Linked DNA regions of Triticum aestivum: region 2 is linked to region 1. Evidence: chromatin contacts called from public Hi-C data. All regions are on one chromosome and are shown on one strand. The core of a region is the stretch at or near the end of the contact, and the rest is flanking DNA. Distances in the headings are between cores, read along the strand shown. Region 1 holds the start of LOC123127645 (probable alpha-galactosidase B). Region 2 holds the start of LOC123130666 (chitinase 6).

What was found. A called contact is a pair of places that touch in the nucleus more often than the background predicts.
Region 2: a Hi-C map of leaf shows a contact between it and region 1, with 6 times the contacts expected there. The contact joins the promoter of LOC123130666 here to the promoter of LOC123127645 in region 1. A contact is called at or near these places in 2 of 5 Hi-C or Micro-C datasets (both in leaf).

What each region holds. Positions count from the first base shown.
Region 1 is chr6A:399,839,139-399,844,567 of IWGSC CS RefSeq v2.1, forward strand. LOC123127645 (probable alpha-galactosidase B) reads right to left here and starts at 1,801. Exons shown (of 14, transcript XM_044547409.1): 1 at 1,549-1,801; 2 at 506-653; 3 at 126-383. The coding sequence starts at 1,637.
Region 2 is chr6A:400,475,721-400,481,078 of IWGSC CS RefSeq v2.1, forward strand. LOC123130666 (chitinase 6) reads right to left here and starts at 3,932. Exons shown (of 2, transcript XM_044550497.1): 1 at 3,478-3,932; 2 at 2,732-3,370. The coding sequence starts at 3,880. The coding sequence ends at 2,958.

The DNA.
Region 1 (5,429 bases), core at 551-3,050:
ATTTCACAAATAAATTTGTAGATTGCAACGCATGGTCAAGAATTGTCATTTGTCTTCTGTTACAGTAACAGATAATTCTGAAACAACAATATTTGTAGTATAATAGCAATTCAAAGGAGGCATACCGTCTCAATATCCAAGATGGGTGTGTTCGCATTAACAGCCTGTGTACTTATTCCTTTCATTAAATGGATGCCGAATTTCAAGCCCATCTCATGAACCTTATTGGCAATTTGACTGAACCCTTTATCATATTTGGATGATGGAAATCTTTGGAGGTCAGGAAACGGTCGACCCCACTCATCAATGTTGTCAAACCCATACGAATCTGTATATGCCCCATCAACATACCTCCGGTACCACAGGTAATCAATAACTGCATACTACCAGTAGATAACAAACAGAAAGTTAATCAGAATTATCGGTGTTCATATTCTCTTATGCCATTAAGTACCAAGTAAAAGAATTCTGGTTTCGCAAAAAAAAAAAAAAACTGGTAGACAACCTGATATCCATGTGGTAGTAACTTTTCTGCCAAAATCTTTGCATTTTGCAAGTATGCATTTTCATCAACCGTCCAAGAAAAAGAATCATAGGAATTCCATCCTCTTGGTGGTAGTTCCACATGTTGTTCATTTGCCTCAGATGTAACCCTGAAAATGTTCAGTATGAACTAACTGGAGTCATTTCTCTTCAGTTTATAGTCTGTTTGGCTGTCACACGATTAAAAAGTATTGTCCAAAGAGAATATTTTCTTCTCAACACTTATCTTGTAAACGGTCTTATAGTATTAGTTTACAGAGGGAGTACTTGTTTCACATTCATACAATTATGTTACTTTAGACTGGAACAGAAATGAGTAGACAACAACGGAGAAATGTATATGGCGTTAATTTATTTGAATAATCTTCTAGAAAGTCATTAATAAATGCAAGGAGGAATAATGCGACATAAATAAACAGAGGTGAAATCTTGATCAACAGGAGCAAACAGACTGTGTCAGAGAAGAAGAAACATTCACATATCAGTGATGCAGCCATCCTCCTTTTCTCCATAATCTCCTAAAAGAAAACTGCAGGAGCTTTATAACCAAAGTGGTATGTGGCTTAGGATCATTTAGGATCTGCTTTTTCCCAATTTTGTTTTTGAGCCGGAATTGGTGTCCCACATGTTGTGCTAAATTATTCCATATCATGGCACAACACAAAACCGAGAGATGTATTTCCCTACTGTTTTTCGTTAAAAAGGAGGAAGAGAGATTTGAAGCCTATAATAATCTAAGAACAACACAATCTTGTCGACAATCAGATGCGCAGTAGGAAATCTCGAATCAACCCAATAATAACCGAAGGGGGCGTACACTAGAGAGCTCTGGAAATATTTGGGACCCAAACAGAAGAGAAAGCATTCCGCCTAAAAAGATGCTAGTTGTGCGGGAGTGTCACTCAGATGCGGCGAAATAAATTAGTAAAACACGCAAGAAACGCCACGAAAAGCGCATCGTTCTGACGCATCCAGGTTACCGGACGAGATGGGAGCCGCACTGACCAGAGGCAGAGGAAGATGACGAGCGCGCGCAAGAGGAGATGGCCACGCCATGGCGGCGGAGAAGTTGGAGCTCCCAGTCCCAGTTCCATGCCAAACCTTATGGAGGTGAGCTGAGCAGAGTGGAGTGGAGTGGAGAGGCACAGGCGGCACGGTGGTGATGGACGAGCGATGATTGATGCAGGTGGAGGTTGGGAGTTGGGACTCCCTATGGTGGGGCACAGAGGGAATGTCGTGTCGTGCTGCGCGATGCGGTGTGGTACGTGTGCCGTTCCAGGTGTGAGAATTGTGGCGTGTATGGTGCATGTGATGTAATTTGGGTCTGTTTGGTTGTTGAATTGCATTGAAATTTAGGCTGATATGAACCTTTACAACATCTCCCAAGCAGGCTCGTTAGGAGGAACGGTAGAATCAGCCGTTTCCTCTCAGTTAGGCTCGTCGTGTGTAGGGGAGGGAAACGCGGCGTCGAGCTCATGCTAGCAGAGGGATGGCGCAAACTCGCGTGTGTTTTCGTAAAAGCGGTGGGAGGAATTGGGTCACCTCTTGCCGAATCGGTCACCATATTTAACCCCCTTTAACTCATGAGCGAAACCAAAGTCGTCATTTTTCCCTCCAAGCTCTATGTGGCGGGTGGATTCTTACTAAAAAAGGCTTTTGACCCGCTTTATATATAAAGCAAACCACTAGAGCCAAATAAGTTCATATAGAAACACCACACCACACAACACAAAGTAGCACACGGACATAGTATGAAAGGGTTTTGCCGAGGGCACAGTTCAACAAGCCCTGAAAAGTACACAATAAATAAGCAGCGGCCGCGGCCGCTGTGAGTCCCAGGGACTAATGCGGCTCATGAGGTGGTGCTGGTAGCGGCGGTGCCAAACGAAGAGCCAACGCCTGCAGATCTGCAGTGAATATGCCGATGGCATCCCTCTCCGGACCACGGCTAAGTGGCTTCCATAGCTGCAAGTAGCCGCACATTTTGTAGATAGCATCAGTCAGTTGACGAAGAGGGGCACACTTAATCACAAGCTTATTATGAATCGACCATAGAGTCCACACAAGAACCGTAATGCCCAACCACGTGGAGGGTCCCACGTGCGGATTTACGAAGTTCCTCGAAAAGGTCTGGGAAGTTGGTGTTACACCATCTCCCACCAACCACTTCTCTGAAACATCTCCAAAGGAATTGTGTTGTCATGCAAACGAAGAAGATGTGGTTGGAATCTTCCACGATCTTGCACAACGGACAAATTCTATCCCCGGGACCATTGTGTTTGAGTACCTCCACCCCTGAAAGTACCCAACCACGAATCTGTTGCCATACAAATATCTTAATCTTAAGCGAGAGTCTAATGGACCAAATTTTCGCAAGGGGCTCCGGACCAGGAGAGGTGGCAATAGCCTGGTAGAGCAACTTAGTGGAGAAGCAAGGGGCAAGAAAGCTAATTTTATGGAAGAAAAAGCCCTCAAAATTTCAACCTGATCAGAGTTACGGATCTCTGGATATTTAAAAAACAATGTTCGGACAGAAAACAGTAGCGAAGAGAGAGAGGGAGAGAGAGAGAGAGAGAGATATTCAGTCTCGGAGGGGCTCCCTCCCTCTGGGAGCCATGGCAGCCAAGGACCAAAGAGGGAATCCTCTCCCCATATAGGGAAGAGGCCAAGGAAGAAGAAGGAGGGGGCTCTCCCCCCTCTCCTCCAGTGGTGCCGGAGCGTCAGCGAGGGAACCATCGTCACAGCGCCCATCTCCATCAACTTCATCGTCTTCATCAACACGTCCATCACCTTCCTCCCTCTATATTCAGCGGTCCACTCTCCCGCAACCCGCTGTAACCCCCTACTTGAACATGTTTTTTTGATGCTATAAATTGTTATCTAATGATTTGTCTCATTGCTGTTATGTCTTAGTAGTTTACTTTTGTCATATAGGTTAATTGGTGATCATGATTGGTTTAAGTTGTATGTTTTATTTTATTGTTATCATTTGGTTGCCATAGCGCACACGTAAATGGATTACACTATAGGGTGTTGCAATATGTAATGATTTGCTTATGGCGGGTTGCGGGAGTGATATAAATCTAAACCCTAGTTTGTGAGTCGTGCATATGGGATGAAGGGGGCAATTTGTCTTAATGCTATGGTTGAGTTTACCTTAATGAACTTGCTAGTATTTGCGGATGCTTGCTAATAGTTCTAATCATAGGTGCATAAAATTTCAAGTAAGGGATGACATGCTAGCAGAGGCCTCTCCCACATATAAAACTACAATGACGATTATCGGTATAGTTATCAATTGCATAGGGATAATTCCACACATCGTACCACCACTTTCCCACACTCGCTATATTTACTTTATTATTCTTTTATTAAAACAACACGTAAATTTTATTTTCACGTTCTTTATTACTCCCTTTGTTTCTTATTACTTTGCGTCTAAGTTTTTCTCTTTTTTCCTAATTGTTCTGCGCGCTAGCCTATTTCTCCGTTTCCTTCCAACTTTGCCCCTTCCAGCTAGCCAATCCGTTGCATGGCAGAGCAATTAGTGGAGCAGTCAGTGCGCATGCATGAGCAGGCTAGCTGCATGCAGGGAAGCCAAGGCGCACGGGCCAATTAGGTGCATGTAGTTACTTAAAGCGCGCCAGTTCCCAACATGCAATTAACATGAGAGGAAGGGTAAGACGGTCCAAGAAACAACCAGCGGTACGCCCCTTGGTATGCGGGCTTCAAGTTATGCGCAGAGAAAAGAAAAACAGAGGGAGTATCTTGCAAACCTATCCCATTATACCCGCAAAGTGGTATTATTTCTTGTTTCTAGGTAAAGCAAATTTTTAGTGTGCATAAAGTTGTATCAGTGGTTGATAGACCTTGAGAGAATATTAATCTACCTTTAACTCCTCATTGGATTCGACATTCTTACTTATCAAAAAGGCTGCAACTAACCCCCTACACTTGTGGGTTATCACTAGGCCGTCCTCAGGTGCTATTCATATTGGTTGGTTGGTTACTCGTATCGCTAAGCGTTTCCATACCGATTTGGAAAAGCTCAAAAAAGTTCCTAGAATTACTACACTCAATAGAAAGATTGTGATTAACTGTAAGTTTATTGGGCCTGATCCTGGACATGGAGGGGATCATTCTTACAAGTGTCTTTTGCCGGGTGCAGCTAGGACAATTCGATTGCCCCTTGTGCAAGATTTTTCGGTGAGCACTCGTAATGAGTGGGTAGTCACCCTTGCTGAGATTAACGCGTTTAGGAACAAGGAAGGTTTCGGGGGCGATTCCCATGCCGATCCAGCTCCTGAGTGGGATGCCGTAGCAGAGGGCATCGACACTGGTATTGGCGCAGGACCCGGGCATGGTTGGGGTGCCCGTGGAGGAGAGGCCGAGTGGGGCATCCACCTTAGCAGCCTTATGGCTATGGTGGTGAGTATATACCTAGGGGTGAGTACCGGCAGCTCGTCCAGTGTGGCGGGGGGTATCCGGACTGACCTCCAACTCACCAATGACAACATATGGCTCCTCTCTCAAAACATGAAGATCCGCATATCCCTCTAGCCTCCTACCGAGCAGCCCAATGTTGGACCATCATCCTCTAGTGGTCCAGCACACTTTCAGTGGCCTATAATCGCACCTGGTGACCACGATGACGGGGACATGGACTAGATAGAGCTAGGCAAGGGCCTAAGCTTGGGGGATCTCATTCCCCGAGTTACCCTTGCATTCATATTTTGTTTTCTTATTCTTGTTTATTTTCTTCTTATGTTATCATGTTTATTTTCTAGTTTTGCATAATAAAATTTTTAGAGAAGATTTTGGTTTTTGTTTCTTGGAATGCTCTTTGTTGGTGTTTTTGTTTTCATGAACCTACAAGTTTGGATATC
Region 2 (5,358 bases), core at 2,682-5,181, 640 kb after region 1:
TTGCCATGATAAATGTACTTTACATCCATGGCAAATTTACTTTTTCAATTGTTCATGGAAAATCTATAGCTTTTATTAAATGTACTTTACATCCATGGCAAATTTACTTTTTCAATCGTTTATGGAAAATCTATAGCTTTTATCATGGCAATAGTTTTTAGTTGTTGCCATGTCATCAATATAGACTTTGCCATTTCACCAATACAACCCTTGCCATGCCACAACCACACTTTTTTACAAGGCTCAGTTTTATAAAAAAAACTTGTCATGGCAAATTCAGTTTTATGGCCCATGGCAAATTCACTTCATGGCCCATGCAAATTTCCTTTTTTTATGACAATGTCGACCTTCTTTTTTTCTATGGTCCCTGGCGAATTCACGTAATCGACCGTGGCAACTTTTTTCTTTCTTTTTGGACAATGCCAAAGTGTGTCTCGTACCTCGTAGCATAATTTCAAACATTTTTTTAGAATAGTCACGCGATAAATATATGAAAATTTCATCTTCATAAGAATTTTTCCTTATAAGAACATGTCAAATTTATTTTGTAGCATGGCAGACTTACTTCATTTTCCATGGAAAATTTACTTCATTTTCCATGGCAAAGTTTAGTCTACTTTTGCCATGGCAATTTTACTTTTAGTGACATGTCAGATATTAATTTATTTTTTCATGGAGAATTTTGCTATATTCTCCACGGCAATTTTACTTTCACATACATGGAAAATTAATTTTTATCACTCATGGAAAATTTACCTTTTAATTTTTCATGACATTCATCCTTTTATTGCCATGGTAAATGTACTTTACATCCATGGCAAGTTCACTTTTTCAATGTTCATGGAAAATCTTTTCCATGGACCATGGTAAATTTACTTTTATGAAACATGGAAATTATTACTAAAAAAATGGTACACTTTAACCAACATTTTTGCCACCTTATACAAATGCAAATTGGCACGGCTATTTTCCTTTTTCTGCCTTTGAAAATAATCTTTTGAGCATGGCAAGATTTGCTTTTAAATACGATGGCGAATTTATTTTTTTAAACCATGGCAAATCTTACTAAAACAACCCATGGTATCTTGTTTTTCATTATCTATCACGGCAATTTTTTCTTTTACTTTTGTAAAAGGACAGACCCAATGCATAGAAACTCCAACACAAGGTGGTGTGTGGGGAGGGATTACAGGAACCTAGTCTTCAGTGGCGGAGCTACAAAAAAAAATCCTGGGCGGGCCAAGATAAAAGAAAACACACAAAAAAAATCAACTCAAGCAAAGGATGATGAGCTGCTGCTCAGAAGTCTTCCTAAACTTCATATGTAATCACATCATCTCTTTTTCTATTGAGAATCAAATCTCTGCGTTGATTAGCCTTGTTGTCCATGGCAATTATGTAGTGATTACCGGACGAACCCTGCCAAGCTGGAACTCCGGCGATCACCAGAGTTATGGAAGAAAGAGTGAGCACACGAGAGAGGGAGGTCTTTGCTCTGCGAACTATATGTAGCTTTACTGTTTCTCTTCTTTTATTCAGTCGTTACAGACTTCAACGGAAAACGAAAAAACAGGCATGTTCGGGTCGTGAGTACCGCCATCCCAGTACTCCCTGCTCGTCGCATGTCATGGCACCATGACCGTTTCATCGTGCGATTCCATGATCGGGTCAGGGTGCCGCAATCCTAGCTAGCTACGGTCGAGTCGCAGCTCGGTTATTTCTGACGAAACTAAAGAAATGTAGCTACAGTCGAAACTGAAACTTTCAACACCTAAAACTCTACTGAACCCTGAACAACAACAATGATGTGCCTATGTAGCGGTGCTCATCCCCCAGCTGGCCCCTGCTAGGGACCCGCCTGGGGTATGGGCTCGAACCTGCTACTCGTTGTGATGGTGGGACTGGGAGCTCGACCCTCACGGCTCCCGGCCACCTCTCTCTGGCCCTTCGCGCGGCTGCACGCGTGACCCATGCACTAGTATCAGTCAGCTACTCTGCACTCTGCTGTATAAGATGAGGAATCGAGGGGGGGAGGGCATAGAGCGATCGTGGCTGCATGCGAAGGAGAGAAGCGTGACGAGGTGGTGCTGCGAGCGAGAGATGCAGTCGTGGGCTGGGCTGTAAGTAGTATATGTACGTATTACCTGCTGGGGCTGGGCGGGCCATGGCACGCTTTTGCCCTCACGAAGCTCCGCCAGTGCTAGTCTTACCCCTGCTACATTGCAATGCAGAGAGACTGGTTCGAACCTAGGACCTCTTGGCACAAGTGAGGAGGACTTCATCACTGTGCCACGTCTACCCTCCTTTTCTTTTACTTTTGTACCATGGCAATTTATTTTCATAGCGTCACAATTTTTCTTTTTTGCACCATGGCACATTTCAATTTTTTGAACACCATGGCAAATTTAAACACACTACGTCAATTTTGTTATCATGACACTCTTTTTTTTTTACATTTTTATTCCTTCTTTTTTTTGCATCATATCATGAAAACACATTGGCAACTTAAGTTTGAATGACATTTTTCATGCATGCCATTTTTTTAGTTTTTGTTTTCTCTACTCTAAGTGCCTTTTTTTTGTAAATATAGTTTTTAAGCCATTTTTTCATCGGATCCATGCTGAACTTCATGGGATTTTTTAGTATAGAAATCATTGCTTTTATTTGTATTTTTGTTTTACGTATTTAAAGTCATGTACCTAAGGCTTCGTGTTTGCGCTACAAGAAGACCGAATGGAACGATCTCGTTCGATCGATAGCTTCTTTCCTGATGATGAACCTTTGGTGGGTGGTCGCCAGACCGAACGTCAGGTCAATATCGGCGTCCAAAAATTATCAAATTAAGAAGTATAGTGTCAAATCCGAAAGCAATCTTATCCTGAATATGTCTGTCCGAATCAGATGCACGCACATATGCCACAACCAAGTCCACGCGATGTCCTAAACAGTGAGCTTAATTAGCAGGTGAGGCTGGTCCCCGGGTCGACGCCGAACTGCTGGCAGAACTGCTTGTAGAAGGCGACGCGGTCGTTGACGGCGCTGGGGTTCTTGCCGTTGCACTCGAGCGCGCCGTTGATGGCCCTGATGGTGGCGCCGAACCCCTGGCCGGAGACGATGATGTCGTGCACGCTGTTCATCCAGTACCAGAGCGCCGCTTGGAACGCCAGGACGGGGCTCCGCGCCACCGCGTCCGGGTCGTTGAGCCCGTCGAAGCCGAGGCTCTGCCCCGCCGCCCCGTAGTTGTAGTTCCACGAGATCTGCAGCGGCCCGCGGCCGTAGTAGCCCTTCCCGGCGGCGCACGTCCACTCCGCGTTCGTCGGGTCGCAGTAGTTCTTGCTCGGCCCGTTGATCTCGTCGATGTAGCAGAACTCTGCAAATCATTTCGTAGTAGTACAAGCTCATCATGGTCAGGGCTCGGGGCTACATATATATATATATATAAGCGTGGTGAACTGTCGGCGTGCGTGGTGAGCTTACTTATGGTCTCGTGGTTGACGTGGGCGAAGAAGGCGGCGATCTCGCGCTTGGAGTCGTCGTCGGAGCCGGTGCGGCCGAAAGCGGGGTAGCCGCCGAGCGCCGTGAGGAAGGCGTCGCGGGTGTAGAAGCCCTTGGCGGCGCAGTCGTCGGCGGCCTGGGCGACGAGCGCGCCGAAGAAGGCCGGCGTGACGATGGCGGGCACGGACACGTTGTTGGTGACGGGCACGGTGCAGGGGCCCGAGCGGCAGCCCGTGCCGCAGTACTCGCCGGTGGTGCCGCAGAACCCCCAGCGGCTGCAGCACTCGGTCGCGGCGCACCCGCAGTTCTGCGCGGCCGCCATGGTCGATGCCACTGCCAGGAGGAGGAAAGCCGCGGCGGCGCCGAGAGCCAGCACCCGCGCCATGGTTCGTTGCTGATGACCCGAGTTCGTTGCTCTGTGGCTAGCCCGTGTGATCGATGTCAAGCTTCCGATGGTTCGCTGCTGTTTATATAGGGTTCTCCGGATGGCCCGGGGGGAGTGACTGACGTGACCCCTTTGTGTGAGCGTCTGACCATTTTCTTCCAAGTCCAACGAGGGCTTGGTCAAACTGCAGTCGGCGCGTGCACGTTGCGAATTGGTACGTGAACGTCAACCGCGTCTACGTTTGCGAGCTTCACTCCAGCAGCGTACGCAGCCTGCGTTTCACGTTCTTTTTTTTCTATGATGAGCAGCCTGCGAGCCACAGACTCCCCAGCATATAGAGAAGAGAAGCGTCCTAAAAATAGGTCGGACTAGCCAAAATAAGCATCCGGCTGCTGCATTTTGCCGTGGAGGAGAGGGCGTCACGACTGCAATAGCAACCGGTTGCTTTCCCCGTTACGTACAAGCAAAATTGATACGAAAAGAAAAGGCTGGACGGCAGCTCGCCGGGAACGGTCGTGGGTTTCCTGATGCGACAGGCGACGGCCAATACTGATGAGTACTCCCTCCATTTCAAAATATAGTGCGACCGTGCTTTTCGAGATTCAACTTTGACCATAAATTTAACCAACAAGACAAACTGCGGCGGGAGAAAAAATTATATAATTGAAAACTTCTTTCGAATACGAATTCGCTAATATAATTTTTGCTCTCAGCACAATCGGTTTTGGTAGTTAAATTTACGGTCAAAGTTAAAACACGGGAATAGAGGAAGCACTACATTGTGAAATGGAGGGAGTAAGATAAGTGTACCTTTGTTCCAGAGAGATACGGCTACCATACATCTTCAGCCCATCACTCGGTGGGTTAGGGCTGGGGTTGTCATGGTTGACAATTAGTGCTGAAAAAACGCAGCCGCTGAAATTTCATGCTTGCCCTACGTGACACGGTGGTAATGTTTGACTCGGCACGTACCGTTATGAGTTTCCAGCAAACTGGCCAGCCTGACTTTGGTGAGGCCGTGAGGGAAGTCAGCTTTTCTTTCTTTTTTTGATAATCGCCGCTTGCCTCTTCGGTCTCCGGCACTGCCAAACAGTCAGAGTTGCTTCGTATCCGAAAGAAAAGTCTGGTTTTATGAGAAAATAGACAAAAGAAAACTCTCCAGCAGTTTCGTAAACACACAAAATATATACATGAAGGATTTTGGCCATTCCACTATCATTACATGAGATGACAGATTTTCTGGCATGGAACATGTCTAAGTCAGGGACTTTCACGGTGCGATCTGCATGTCATACAGAATGGGAATTTTAATTTGGGCACAAGTTGGAATTAACGGCTGGAGGTTCAAACCCATCTTATACATGGGCCTCAGTATGGAACTTAGTCTGCCCAGAAAAAATAAAAATATTTATGTGGCACGCGCTCCAGAGTGCTATTCCCTGTCGATCTATCCTGGCTAATAAGCACTTGAAAATAAA